Linked DNA regions of Scylla paramamosain: region 2 is linked to region 1. The links are chromatin contacts, called in public Hi-C maps. All regions are on one chromosome and are shown on one strand. Each heading gives the region's core, a stretch centred on a gene start, on an enhancer-like site or on the middle of the called end of the contact. The rest is flanking DNA. Distances are from core to core; before and after follow the strand shown. Region 1 overlaps LOC135112698 (prominin-1-like). Region 2 holds the start of LOC135112698 (prominin-1-like).

What was found. Hi-C and Micro-C count contacts between places; a contact is called where the count stands out from the background.
Region 2: a contact with region 1 is called in a Hi-C map of testis, with 3 times the contacts expected there. The contact joins the promoter of LOC135112698 here to the enhancer-like site in region 1. A contact is called at or near these places in 2 of 2 Hi-C or Micro-C datasets (muscle and testis).

What each region holds. Positions count from the first base shown.
Region 1 is chr24:9,244,387-9,252,010 of ASM3559412v1, reverse strand. LOC135112698 (prominin-1-like) reads left to right here. Exons shown (of 22, transcript XM_064027388.1): 5 at 1,438-1,504; 6 at 2,856-3,020; 7 at 3,514-3,635; 8 at 4,647-4,673; 9 at 6,900-7,065; 10 at 7,172-7,343. Among protein-coding and RNA genes, the nearest start is that of LOC135112697, 44 kb to the right of the region's middle. Within about 2 kb of position 3,395, the one cell type or tissue checked has an H3K27ac peak away from gene starts, as active enhancers do.
Region 2 is chr24:9,341,587-9,349,210 of ASM3559412v1, reverse strand. It overlaps LOC135112698 (prominin-1-like), which reads left to right and starts at 4,610. Exons shown (of 22, transcript XM_064027388.1): 1 at 4,610-4,725. LOC135112704 (acetyl-CoA acetyltransferase, cytosolic-like) reads right to left here and starts at 514. Exons shown (of 9, transcript XM_064027398.1): 1 at 291-514.

The DNA.
Region 1 (7,624 bases), core at 2,146-4,645:
TCATGTTCATCTGATCTATATTCCACTGGTGTGTTCTTTTTCATTAAATGTTCTTTGTTCTCTTAGGATTGTCATTTTTTCCTAGTGATATAAGTGTATTGTGTTAGTAGTCTCATATCTCACTTGTTGTTTGTTGTCCACCTGTTTTCTCTTTCATTAATTTTTGCTGTACTGTCTTATTATGTTTTACTGTACCCCTGTTTGCTCTGCTCAGTGATGTTTTCCCTCAAGATATAATGTCAGTAATCGCATATCTCTTTTCCTTATCTTTTTTTTTTTTTTCTCTCATTCATCCCTGCCACATTTCACACTGTCTTCCTCTCTTCACCTGCCTCACATCACCATCACTCTTCAGTTAGTGGTTATCTCATTTACTCTTTTCTGTGTCATTCCTTTAACCTTCACTATTCTCTCACTCTTACATTCCCACACCCTCATCTACTCATCCCTGCTACATTTCATTGTCATCTCTTCACCTACCTCATATCCATTAATTATTGTCTCATTTACACCTCTCAGTTCCATCCCTCTGTAACTTACCTGCACTATATCCTCCTATTCTTTTGCCTTTCCACACCCTCATCCCTCTCATAACCTTCCCTCTTGTGGTTCATTTGTCCCTCTTCTCTTGTATAGTTATCTAAATTTCCTGCTCTTCTCTCTCTGTTTGGTTTGCATTGATCCTTTCACTGCTAGACAGATTTTCTTCTTTAATACTTATAACTCTTTAGAGACTAATTTTGTGCTTAGCTTTCATAAATATTTCTGTAGCTTAAAAGACAAAATTAACTTCATTTCCCTTTTCTTTTCTCTTTTGTCTTCCTCCAAACAGTTTTTACAGAGCTAGGAAGGTTAAGGAAGGATGACCATAGCAGCAAGAGGGTTAAGGAGTGTTGATTGATAACCTGAACAGAACACACTTGCTTTATGGGGTCCACAGACTGTTAGCACTGAATGTCATTGCCTTTGTCAGGAGTCCAGGGAAGCTCAGTGGTTCACTAGGGATGGCTGGGTACAGACTGGGAGCTGATATTGCAATGTTCCCTGGTTTATATCTTTCTTTTTATTCCTCTCTCTCTCTCTCTCTCTCTCTCTCTCTCTCTCTCTCTCTCTCTCTCTCTCTCTCTCTCTCTCTCTCTCTCTCTCTCTCTCTCTCTCTCTCTCTCTCTCTCTCTCTCTCTCTCTCTCTCTCTCTCTCTCTCTCTCTCTCTCTCTCTCTCTCTCTCTCTCTCTCTCTCTCTCTCGTGAGCTGCCTCCTCCTTGTTTTTTTCCTTGTGTACCTCCTCCTCTTCCTCTTCCCCGTCCTCCACCTCCTCCTATTTAGTTCCCTCACAATCTCACCAAAATATCCTCTATAAGAAATCCTTCCCATTTTTACTTGTTTTATGGATAACATTTGTGGAGTATTGAGGTGTAATGAAATCTGTTGTGTTGCAGGAGGTACAGAACTTGCTGGTGAGGAACTACAGGGAGCTGGAGAGTGTCCTGTACAACAAGCTGGACAGTAAGTATCCTCCCCCACCATTCTCGGTTCTTCTTCAGGATCCTCAACTACTTTCCACTATTTTTAAAATACTAATTGAAGATACATGGGTTTTTTAAGGGGTGTTTTTTATGGTTGGACCTACAAATTAACAAGATTTCAACATTATCAACATGAGAAATACTCTTGTGAACATGACTAATTGTCTCTGGACCTTGAAAATAGTTTGTGGTAAGTGATCAAGGTGTTTCTGAATACAAACCTAAATAATTTCCCTTGGGTATACTTATGGCCTGCACAGTATCTGGTAAACTTTAAAGCTTTTTGACCTATTTTTTGCCTTGAGGCAATGCACAGTGTTACTCTGCATCATAACAGCATTTAATTTACAAATGTCATAGCATTTAGTTTACAAACATGTCTTCAGATTGGAACTTAAATACAGCTTTTGACAGACACATTGTTTGTCCTGAGCTGATTCCTAGTGTTGTTTTGCATTGTAATAGCATTCAGTTTACAAAATATTTTTTCATAGTGGAACTTACACATGGATAATGTTTCATATACTAAACTAAATTTTAATTTCTTCATAGTATGGTGCATGAAGCAAGCTTTTAAATGTGCAATTTCTCTCTCTCTCTCTCTCTCTCTCTCTCTCTCTCTCTCTCTCTCTCTCTCTCTCTCTCTCTCTCTCTCTCTCTCTCTCTCTCTCTCTCTCTCTCTCTCTCTCTCTCTCTCTCTCTCTCTCTCTCTCTCTCTCTATATATATATATATATATATATATATATATATATATATATATATATATATATATATATATATATATATATAGATAGATAGATAGATAGATAGATAGATAGATAGATAGATAGATAGATAGACAGATAGACAGATAAATAGATATTCAGTTCAACAAGTGATCACTACAGATTATTTGAAGAAGTGATATTGTTTCATCCTCATAACTACTTCTATAAATACATACTGAATGCTTCTTTTCACAGTCTTCTTTATGGTATGTGCATATTGAAAGCATTGTATCTCTTGTTCAGATGCATAATTAGGAGTTAGGTGTTTATTACATGACTGAAGGTGTGAATGTGCTCATTGGGAATGAGTGCTTTCTCTCTCTCTCTCTCTCTCTCTCTCTCTCTCTCTCTCTCTCTCTCTCTCTCTCTCTCTCTCTCTCTCTCTCTCTCTCTCTCTCTCTCTCTCTCTCTCTCTCTCTCTCTCTCTCTCTCTCTCTCTCTCTCTCTCTCTCTCTCTCTCTCTTTCTGATGGTATGAATAAATTGGTGTGGGTGTGGGAATGAGTGTTCCTTCTCTGATGGTGTGAATAGTGTGCTGCAGTGGTGATGGTTGGTGTCCCCAGGTAGTGGAGAGCTGGTGAAGAGTGAGCTGGCAAGGGTGACCAAGGCTGTGGCCATTGACAACCTGACAGCCATTGCCTCCAGCCTCTCAGTGATCAAGCAGGACCTTGGGGAGATCAAGAACACCACCATCCAGCTGCAGGACCAGACATCCAACCTGCGCAGTGGTCAGTCCCAGTGCCTCGCGGGCCTGCTGTGATGTACACACACACACACACACACACACACACACACACACACACACACACACACACACACACACACACACACACACACACACACACACACACACACACACACACACACACACACACACACACACACACACACACACACACACACACACACACACACACACACACACACACACACACACACTGGTTTCCCAGGCTAGGTGCTCCTGATGGTCATTCCTGATTGTCCCACTATGCCCAAGGTGTCAGTGTTTATAAAAGAATTTGTTATATATTGTAATATCCAGGGCATTCCATTTCTAAGGGCTGTTGATAGCGTCCCAAATAGTGTTATTGCTCAGTCATAAGGGGTCAATTTCTAGTCCTCTGTGTACAGATATATTTACAGCAGTAGTGAATAAAGTGTAATGAAATCCAGTAGTGGCAGTATTGCTAAGGGGTGGTGTTGGTGTGTTGGTGTGTGCAGGGCTGGAGGATGTGGCGTCGCGGCTGAAGGAACTGTACAACTCCTGTGAGTCTCTGCCTGAGTGCCGACAGCTCATCACCAAGTATGCTGACAAGCTCACCATCAACAATGACTTTGATCAGGTATGCACCATTATGACCTGCATGGAACTACATACACATCTGACTTCTGTAATTCTAACAAAATAAAAGTACAAGATTGTATTGTCACTGAGAGTGCAATGGTATAAATTTTATATAAAAAAGAAAAGAGAATAAGTCTCTGTTGATTTTGTATTTGAAATTCCATGAGAAGTGATTACATATACTAGAAATGTTGGGCAGAATTTGCTCTTTTTGTCATTAAGTTGTTGTGCAGATGAAAATTGGCAAGAACATTGTGATGCTGATAATACGAACTTTCCTCTAAGTAAAGGCATGGATGGAATATTTTCACAAGCCTCAGATCAGTGTCGCATCTTCTATGCATTGCGTGACTTTCGAGACCAACAGCAAACAAGTCAGACCTTGGCATTCACTCATAACTGCACTTATGGCCTTTTGACTTGCTTTTTATGTGTTTGTAGTTTGTACTCACAGTTCATCATCTGAACCTCAGCCTAAAATTGGCATTACTTATATATGTAAATTAGTGTTAGCCTAATTTGATCTTCCACCCTAACCAAGCACCACTAGCAGGCTCCTTGGGAGACTAACAGGTGTTTCAGGACAGAGTGATACCTGCTGTAGGGTGTTTCTGTAGTATGTTAGACTTCAGCTCAGTCATAGCACAGAGATGTGCAACCAGTGTCTGCTGTGCCCATGACATGCTGGGTCTGTGGATGATGGTGCATATCCTGGCTTTGTGATCAGCTGGACATTATTAACTGAGATCATGAGGGTTTTGGCATAACAAGTGTGAGCTGAACTTCTGTGAGTGTTGTGGTTAAAGTCATAGTGTTAGCCTAGTACTGTTACAGTGTTATATATTAACTTGAGATAGATCATTAGTTCAGCCTAATGGCCTAGTTGATAGCTGTTCCCTTAGCTGAGTTGTGTGCAGGTATTAGTGGACAGAACCACTGTGAGGCAGAAGCTCAGCAACACAGTGGTAGACCAGGGTGATGGCACTAACATGTGGTTCCTTCCTCACAGTATCTGAAGACCGATGTTTTGCCTCAGGTAACTTGGCCAGCATGTAATGTAACAATCTTAACGTTTACACTTTGTCCTGGCAATTGCTTTCCCCCCTTTACTACCTCATTTATTTGTTTGTTTTCAAAAATACCCTCCTCAAAGGCAAGAGTCCAATGCATGAATTGTGAAATAACCAAGTAATCATTCAGTCTCATTTTCTGCATGATGAATTGTAATACTAATAAGCATCAATATGCATGGCATGGCCTGTAGTTAACACTAAATTTTTTGAAACTTTGTAGAAAATTTCAATGGCTTATATGAACATATATGTTATTAAGTATTTATATCAATTTCAAGTATTTTCTCCTAAGATACTTTTCAAAATTAAAAGCATGTTGATTTTTAATATACGTAGGTATGTATTTTAATTTTGTTCATGATTATATATATATATATATATATATATATATATATATATATATATATATATATATATATATATATATATATATATATATATATATATATATATATATATATATATATATATATATATATTATATCTGTGTCCTACATACCTCAAAATGTTTCATGCTGTAGGATCTCCACAGTGTTGCCTTGCTCCTCTTCTCTTTGAGCGTGCAAAGTGTGCCTTGTCCTGTTCACTCCATAACAATGCTAGAACATAAATTACCCATATAGCCTCGGAATAAGAATAAAAAGTAGATTAGGCCATTGAATGTAGATGTCCATATATCAGTGAACTGTTTGTATGAGTATGTAGAGCATATCCTAGAGATAAGTTACCAAATCAGCTGATGTTGTAAAAGGAAAGAAACTAATACAGCTAATGCAAGTAGGATCAACTTGTGTCAGGACTGAGCCTCATGCCATTCAGAGACAGATGACCTCATTCCTCTGTGTGTTGGTCTGGTCCTGTGGTGTGAGGCTCATCCTCCTTGCTGATGGTTGTCAGCTCTGTTACCTGCACAGCTCTCAACTTTTGGCATATTTGTGGAGTCAAGCTTTGAAAATTTTCGGGGAATTGAAAATGAAGAATTATATTTCAATACAGATGCTGGTAATAAAGTGATAGTTAAGTGCAGTGTTGGCAGTACATGTGCTGGTGGAAAGAGGACAGCCTGGCAGAGGGATTAATATGGCTTCTTATATAGTTATTGCTCCATAAAGGGCCATATAAATCCTTGCCTGATTAAATGAAAATGCTCAAGCCAGTCACTATTGCTACTGGCTTGTATAATCTAAATATGGAAAAAGTAATTGTGGAAATTTGATTTATAGATGTCAGTGACTAACAGACATGTTAAACACATCCAGTGGAATAAATAAAAATATAATTGGCAACATTGAGGTTAGAAATAATGAAACCAATATAAAGGATGAGTAATTAGCATTGACAGAATGGTATATATCATTCTTTATGAGTTGTGTGTAAACAATGCAGCATTTCACATGTTATTATTTATTAGTGGTGCAGGAATGTGGTGGCTGCACTGCCCACCACCCACCATGAGGTGCAGCCACTCAGTAGACCTGCCTCACATGGGGCAGGGGACCTGGACAGCCTTGGTCAGTGGCTTCCTCAGTGAAGGTCATCCCAAAATCAAGGCTGCTGTCATCAGAGGAGGGCATCCAAGAAAGGAAACTTTTTGCTCCAAATAAATGCTTATGAGACTTGAGGGATGATGAGCCCATAAGGGAAAATATGGATATTAAATGAAACTCTTAATTTTCAACAAGCTCAAGCTTCAAAAATTATCTGTTGAATTTTAATTACACAATGGATCCCTCCGTCCCTGTTTGTATTTGCAATTCTCCCTGCTGCCAGGCACAGATCATGTGTGTCCACACTGCAGCATGAAGAATTCAGAGCACCCAAGAACTTTTTTTATCCTTGTATGTTGATGCAAGGGTCACCATGTCAGTCAGTAACCATTTATTGAAACATGATCAAGTAACATAAATTCGTTGATGTCTGCAATTGTCAGAATGAAGCCATAGTTGAGTGTTCTGTATTTTTAAACTTAACAAATTAGATGCAGAAACAGTGTGATTTGCTAGATTTTAATGTTTCCCTATATTCATGTAGTCAAGCATACTTTGAATATGGAAAACAAACATTGCAGAGCTTAACTTTAACATTATTTTGTATATCATATCAGCAACTTTAGTTAGGACAGGCATACTAGAGAAGGCATGATTGTAGTGGTCTGATGCATCATTTGCAAATATTCTTTTCCATTTCAGCTTCCAAATGTTGAGTCAAAGCTGGAGGAAGTGTCAAACTTGATAGAGAATGACATAGAGATAGTGGTGAAGCGAGGGAAGCGCTCCTTCGACTCTATAGCCACAGAGATCCAGAATAAGGTGCAGAGATCAATACCTGAGATTAAGGCAAAGATTGTGGATGTAGGTAAGTGTGCCTTTGCTATTTGTTTTCATGATGTAGGGAAAGAAAAAAATTACCACTTGTGATGGAATAGAACAGAACACTTTATCAGTCCTTTATTAACATTCAGGTGGCCAGTTGGAAGACGCTGCCGAGAAGATCCACCGTTTCCTTCAGCCTGTTGATCTGAGTGAGTCACAGGAACCCAATTCATACCCTGAGGAGCCCAACACTTACCTGCGGCAGATCAACGCTTACCTGAGGGTGATGCAAGATGGGATAAATGAATATGCCATGTACAGGTAAGTTTTCAGGACTAACACTTGCTGGTAGTTCAGTTATATGTGATCTGTTAAATGCAGTTGTGTTGGGTATTAGTGGCTGCAATATTTCACTTTAGTTCTACAAACATATTATTTTTTCTATGCATATCTGAATAGCATTAGTATAGGAGGAGTAATTTCTGTTGAGTTGTATGATGTGATCAGTAGTAGTTACAATATATATGTGTTGTGTTAAATGCAGTGGTGTCAGATATTAGTAACTACAATATTTCACTGTATTTTCATATGTTATTTTTTAT
Region 2 (7,624 bases), core at 3,361-5,860, 96 kb before region 1:
AACAATGTGTCACTGAGTCTACTTTCATGATTTTGGAGATGATTTAGCAAGAATTCTCCAGTTTCATACGGAAAAAAAAATTCACTATCATCTCTATGGTCTTTGAAGATAACCCTAATGAGAGAACAACGTGTCACAGTGCCTATATTCAGAAACGCTTCGCTCTCTCACCACAACTATTTTCCAAGGCCACAGAAATGATTAGCTAAGTTGTCAAGATTGATTTTCCTATTAAAAACGAAGAAATCTCGTTAATTTGTCACTGCAAGCATAAAAACAGTCTTACAAACCTGTGTAGCTTCGATCAGAGAATTTTGAAACTAGTGGAAGTGTGGCGCAGACGTGTTTCAGGATAATTATGGTCTGCCGTGGGTGATGATGGAGGTGCTGCAGGAGGAGGCGCTGGTGTGTGGTCCTTCGTGTGAACCGAGGCGCCGCCAGCTGTGTCCTCCCATTCTCTGCTTCGATTGGCGTGAAATTCTGCACTATGTTTATCTTGCACGTGTATGTCACAGTGGCTAGTGTGATTCTCTCTCTCTCTCTCTCTCTCTCTCTCTCTCAGGCTACCGTTCTCTCTGACTGACTGTATCTCCGTTTTCTCTAATTTCGTCCCTCATTACCTCATTAAATTTCTCACTTCTCAAGGATATCTCACTTCCCAGTACCTCATTTTGTCTCCTTGTCCTATATTCCACGCTGTCTGACTTATCACATCTCCCATACATCCTCGTCCTTTCTTTCCGCTGGGATTTTAATAGTACTCCCCTCTTCCTGTTCATTCTTTCTCCATTCCGCCCTGACAACAAGCTTCTATTCTTCCTGTCTAAGTCATTCGTCTGTCGGTTGTCTCTGTTTTCTTTACACATTGGCTTCAAATTTTTCCTCTTTTTTTTTTCATTACACATCTGTCTCCTAATTTATCCGTTTCTTTACACATCTGCATCGCAAAGGTGTTTCCTCGCTCACTTACCTCCTCTCTTCCTCGCTTTCTTGGATCCCGGCAGTATGCAAGACTGTAAGAGATGCTGGTTTTGGGCCAACACTTCCTGGTCATCTCATGCGAGCCACGTCACGTCAGTTTCGTTTCTTGCTGCGAAGCCTAACTTTCCTTCAGACATCTTAGTTTTTGCTATTTTTTTCTTGGATCAGATTACTTAAAAGAAAAAAAAAAAAAAAAAGACTTGATGGAACTGAAAACACTTGTCTGGCAATTTACAGGAACATATCTTTACTTGTATCCCCAGGTAAGCGACACGACCATTGGTTTCTCATGGGGGTGGCACTGAGTGGATCTACCTCCAGACCTCCAGAGCCTCTCCCCTTCCTGATTCTTCCTTGCTATTTTCCTTTCTCCCCTTCTTATCCCTTTATCCTTGTCTCCATCCCGAGCCTCGCTATGTGTGTGTGTGTGTGTGTGTGTGTCATAGCCTTATATCGTCACACACACACACACACACACACACACACACACCGTCTATACACTGCGATCAAGCCTATAATTCATAACATAAGGGAAGCTATAAAAAAGATATTAAGTCTGTATGTGGTAGTTCTTTTTTTTTTTTTAACTGAGTGAGCCTTTCTTAAGCCTATTCTATCAAAGATGCATAATTTGAATAAGGTTGGCATGACTGTGATAACAAGCCAACAGTACTTTCAATCGTATTCCCAATAGCTGCAGAGCCTTATCTTATCTGAAAAGGAGTTGAGTTTTCAAGGGTGTTTCCATGTTCCTAGAGATAATTGCCCGTGTTTCTATAGCCTTTGAAGACCGTATAGCGTTTCAAAATATGGCCCCATGCTTAAAATAGCAACATAAGCTCCATTTTGGACGCTCTAATTATTATTACAGATGTTGCTTGCAATATTACTTGCATCCGTGTCCAACTGGGTATGCGCTGCAGTTTCTAACACATTACTATTATCATTATTTGTTTGTTTATTTACGTTTTTTAACACTCCCTTAACCACGTCCGTTTTTATTAGTGTTTCCCTTCAACATCGTCACATGTAAATACGTTTTCTCTTTATCCTCCTCGTCTTATTAGCACCGCCTCATACCTTTCTCCTCAACATCACAACTTGTCAACCGATCACTTTATCCTCGTCGTATTCGACACCTTTTATTCTTGATCACCTAAAATATGTCCTCTGTGATGCTTCCTCCCTTTGTCCTTGTCTTATGAGTACCTACTTTCATCATCGTCTTACTTAACACTTTCCTTTATTCATGATGACCTACATCGTCCTCTGTAATACATCCTCCCTTTCTTCTCGTCTTGTTTGCACCTTCCTTTATTCTCGATTTCCTAAATATTCACACTCTATAAAACGGACCCTTTTTTATCTATATATCATTATTACCTCCCTTTGCATATTATTCACTTAAATGACTTCGTTTTACTTAATATTAATTACTTCCATGATAAGTACTACTAAACCAATCTTAAGAACTGCAAATATTTAATCCTTACTTTTATTCCTTATGTAACTTTATCTTTCAAGGTTTAGGTAAATAAATATAAGACCGCAGGGAATGTAAAATTTTCTCCATTAGAGGGGAAATGGAGGTCTCAGTGAAAATGCCTCCGAGATAATCAGCAAATGCAAATAAGTTGTCAGAGGGGTTCCAAGAGTATGTTATTTCCAGCAACGCGGCTTTCAGAGAAGTTTTTAGTGTCTTTTAAGAGTGACACGGCAAGGATTTTATTATTTACTCTGGCGTAAAGAAAAATATACCTACTTAATGGCTGGGGAAAGTTGTTATTACGAGTCACTGTGTATGCATGTGAAATCTTACCTTCTTCTTTTTCCTGTTTTTTTGCCTCACCTTTTTTCCTTCTTGTTTTTCTTTCTGTTATTGTTCTTGCTTTTGTGTTTCTTCTTGTTCTTGTTCTTGTTTTTGTGTTTCTTCTTGTTCTTGTTCTTCTCGTCCGTCTTGTTCTTGTTCTCCTTCTTGCTCTTGTCCTTCTTCCTGTTTTGTTGTTGTTGTTGTTGTTGTTGTTGTTGCTGCTGCTGCTGCTGCTGCTGCTGCTGCTGCTGCTGGTGTTCTCTGTCCTTGTTCTTGTTTCTTCTTCTTCTTCTTCTTCTTCTTCTTCTTCTTCTTCTTCTTCTCCTCCTCCTCCTCCTCCTCCTCCTCCTCTTCTTCCTTGTCAGCCTCAGTATCATTATCAGCAATAACGCAATTTCCTGTGCTAAAAAGGGTCGAAAGATAAAGCGAAAAGATGCCTTGCCGGAGCCAGTATGCAGGGATGAGGTCGACTCGCCTCGCTGAAAATGGGATGAAAATGTGAAGAAAATGACAACAACACACACTGAGAACCTCTGGGGGTAACTATTAATAATTCCTGGATATCATTTGCATGGTGATATTATTATTCCAGTCTCTCTCTCTCTCTCTCTCTCTCTCTCTCTCTCTCTCTCTCTCTCTCTCTCTCTCTCTCTCTCTCTAAGAATGTGAGTATAAAGCGTCCTACAAGGTCAGGTCATGTCAAATAATTAATGTCAGTGATAATGTGCAGGTGAACCAGGTAAGTCAGATCGGTAATCATCGGTGACAGGAGCAGTAGAGGTCATGACGCTTCTAATTTACTAAATGTTACTCATCCCTCGCCATTATTAAGTTATTCAGACTCCTTGTAATTTCATGACTGGGTTGCGCGGGCACGCTCTCATTTATTTTACCTCCAGGCTGCTAAATACAATGTACACAAATGTCGTTTGCTTGGTCATGCGTGCTACATTAGGTCACGTAGCAGGGTACTCTCATTTTTAGCCTTGTTTACAGCACCTGATCAGCGGTTGGTTGCGTCGGGTTGAGGTTAGGCGGTTATTTACTTTTTTTTTTTTTTTTTTTTTTTTTTTTTTTGCAGTCGTCTCCGGCAAGAAGTGAACAGCCTTAAAATGGCTACGGGGTGGACAAGGAGTTGCTTTTGCCTGTACGCACCAAGGTCTTCTCCCCCCACTGTCTGCTCGCCGCTTGGTTCATCATACCGCTCCCACTTGTCCTTACCAAACCAATTCCTCGATTCAGCGTATGTTCTCACACTTATGTGTCAAGCTCACTCTGTGATTTACCCTTCAAACTGCTTATTGCTTTCTGATGCAGTTATTTTGCTTATGCAATACGTAGTTTATTCGCAAAAGGTCCCGTGAGATGAAGGCGAGGGCACGTCATGTTGAGTGGCTGCTGGACGGCTGCTGCTGGGCTGTTGACTCCTGCATTCATTTTTGGCAATCGTGTTTAAAAAGTGCAGTATACTTCACTTCCTCGAGGACCAGTCATGTAGGAGGCCATGAGTTTTCTTAGTTTAGGGTATGGCAGTGCCAAAGTCGTTTTGTATAACTTGTTGTGAGGTGCTGGGGTACGTAGAGGAAAATAAATAAAACAGGTTGAATGTGGGCGCAGAGGCAGAGCGAGGGTGGGGGCGATCATCGTGCGCCGCTGCCACGCTTACGATTATACAAACAGTTCTTCCGTATTAACTCCAATAGTACTTTACAAGAATCACTTATATTATCAGGATACACTTAAAACTTATGCATATCAACGTATTCAGATACAAATATCATACACCGGCAGGGAGGTTATCGACTGTACGACAACTTGTGCCTCGATGTCGTTACCTTGTAAACAAGAGTTAGTTCTCAGTGAGGTGGTGAGCGGGAGGGTTCGTGATTTTCGTTCGGTGTGACGTAGACTAAAGGCGAACAGTCCTGAGGAAGGTAGGTTAACTGTGCTGTCTTGTGTCCAAACGTGCGAAGGCATGAATGTATGGCAGTGGAGGGCGTTTCTGGGGTGCGGAAGCTGTGGGGGGAGTGTAGGGCAGGCCGCACACAAGTGGATTTGGCTGCCGGGCCTGACGCTGTGTTCCTCTCGGGCAGGAAGGGCCGCTCGGACGCCTTGCATCTGCCTTACTCACATTTCGCTTTGTGTGGGAGCTGGGAGTGCCTCAGACTCAGTGGCGAGCGTTCAGTGCCAAGGCTTCGCGGTGGTGCTGGAGGCGGGAAGCGTTGCTCTCAATATTCGTGAGCTTTGAGGCATGGTCTTCCGCCCGGGGTTGTTCAAATCCCGCCCTTGCCCTCCCAACATTCCTCGCAGGTCATCTTGCCCCGGGCGGTCATGCTATTGAGATGCCTAGAGATTGACGTTAACCCTTATCGCTGTGATCCACGCGTGACCTCTTATGGGGAGCCTGTGTCATGTCATCCTTCCCTGCCTTACTCCTTCCTCCCGCGGGTTGGCCTGCCTTCCCTCCCACGCCCCCGTTCCCTCCTACAGGCCCCACATTCACACCGCAGCTCTTGATCGATCTTGCACTGCGGGGGCGAGGGAGGGAGGGATGCCAGCTGGGAGAGATAAGAGGAGGCAGGGGCAGAGAGGTGCGGCAGGGACTGGCTATTGACATGGGGAGTCCTGTGCTGGCCGCCCCAAGCTGCCCCGCCGGGTAGTGGCAGCCTGATGGGAACCAGCATGGATGGGTTGACGACCTTCGCAGGCGACAAGAAGCGTGGGTCTGGCGTAGTGGGTCGTGACGAGGGACGAGGACGTGTTGGGGGATGACAAGTTCCCTCTGGTGGTATTCATGTCATGACAGTTGACAGCTGGTCGGGCGAGGAGCTTCGCCGTGTGGGACAGAGCGAGATGGAAATGCCGAGCGCGTCGCTGTGAAATACACATGGAAGACGTTTATATTCGGTTATTATTCATGTGTTCATATTTTAAAGTCATTATCCGGGGAAGTGTTAGGGAGTGGGGCAGCTCGCTTTGTCCCTCCGCTGTGAGCTGTCCGTGCCGGGAGCCATCTGTCGGCCACCGTCATAATTACGGCGACCACTGGGAACAGTGGCTCACTATGCCGCGGGCGTAGCAAGACGGTGCGTCGGGGAGATGAAGGGAAAAGTTATTGTATTATATTACACTGTATAATATGAGTTTGAGGTAAAAATAAACCGCGGCATCGTTTTACTTGTTTATTTGTGCCTTGAGTAGATTCAGTTAAACAAAGAAGCACAGTAATGCCAGGCCAGCGAGTGGTGGTGTGGGTGGGGGTGCCGAGGGAGTAGCGGGGTGGGCGTCCCATCGACCCTGGAGCCGCGGCAGGAGTGCGGCCCGGCAGATGGCGGGCCGCACGGCGGGGGGCGGGAGGGGTTCCTTCTGCCCGGCTCATTCTGAGGTCTCCAGCCAGCGGGAGCCGCGATCACGCTGCTCCGGCGCTACGCTCACACGGCGTTAGGCACCATAGTAAGGAAACACCGTGATGAATTTTGCATCTTTGGCTCGTTACGCAGATCTTGCAGCGGCTGAGCACTGCCTGGGTGCAGCGGGAGGCTTGCCGTGCTGTGAAGCGTGACGGATATGTGGCACTGTGCCGCGAGGGGAATGGAGCATGGAGGGAGGGGATAATAGGAAACCAATGGGTTTGAGGCAGGGAAGAGTGTGATGGGATGTGGCGGAGGTGGTGGTGGCGGCGATGGCAGAAGAGGAGGAGGAGGAGGAGGAGGGCGGGGAGTGGGTGCGCGTTGGGTGGGCGGCGCTGGATGTGAACGAAGGGAGAATCGATACAAACTGCCCTTCCTACACTTCACGTTTTGGCCTCTCCTTTCCCGGAGGTAGATTGTATTTATTCATTTTCTTTATATTCCATCGGCGCCGCCCGCGTGAGGGTATGCGCGCTGAGCACGGATCGTTCCGGGAAAGATGTGTGTGTGTGTGTGTGTGTGTGTGTGTGTGTGTGTGTGTTGCTTCCAGGTACGTAATTTTCCGCCACCGTCTTGGGAGAAGTTTTGTCGCTGGTGGAGGAAGCGTGTCCCTTCATATCATCTTCGCTCATATCTCCTCCTCCTCCTCCTCCTCCTCCTCCTCCTCCTCCTCCTCCTCCTCCTCCTCCTCCTCCTCCTCCTCCTCCTCCTCCACCACCACCACCACCACCACCACCACCGCTACTCGCCCATCGCACCTTCAACACACTCAACATTTAGGAAGAAACTGACTCTTTACTTATTCAGCACACTCACCGGCTCGCATTATGTACCGTGAAGAAGAGGCAAGGAGGGCTGGCTGGCTGGCTGACCGTGTACATGTTCCCGCTGGTGTTCCGTAAGAGTAAATCCAGGAAGAGGTTGAAAAGATGAAAAAAAAAAAGGAAAGGTCATTAACCATGCAAGACGCCGAAGGTGATTTGATGTTCGTCTTTCATTTGAAGGTCAAGGTTTATATAGAGGCTAGCAACAGACTTTCCTTGTTGCAATTAACTGTGCTTTTAATCACGGCAGACTATTATTGAGGGAGTTAGTGGCTCTGGTGAAATGTTTACACAGTTTTCACTTGACTCTAGTGTGTTCTCATTCATTCACTTAAGAGCATGTGTTCTTAAACGGTTTGGGCTTTCATGACTATTTTCCAAAGGCCACACAGGTGATTGGTCAGGTTCTCATCGGCGCTTCTTTTCTGTAATTATGTAGAATCCTTGTTCAGATATACTAAAATCACGAAAGTACTCTTGGAAACACTAATAACGTAGTCGAGAAGCAGTAATGTTTGAGAATATGGATAATAATTCTGTAAGTAGATAATAAAGTATAGTCGAGATGAGATGCTTGCTGAAGCGTTTGAGAATATGGA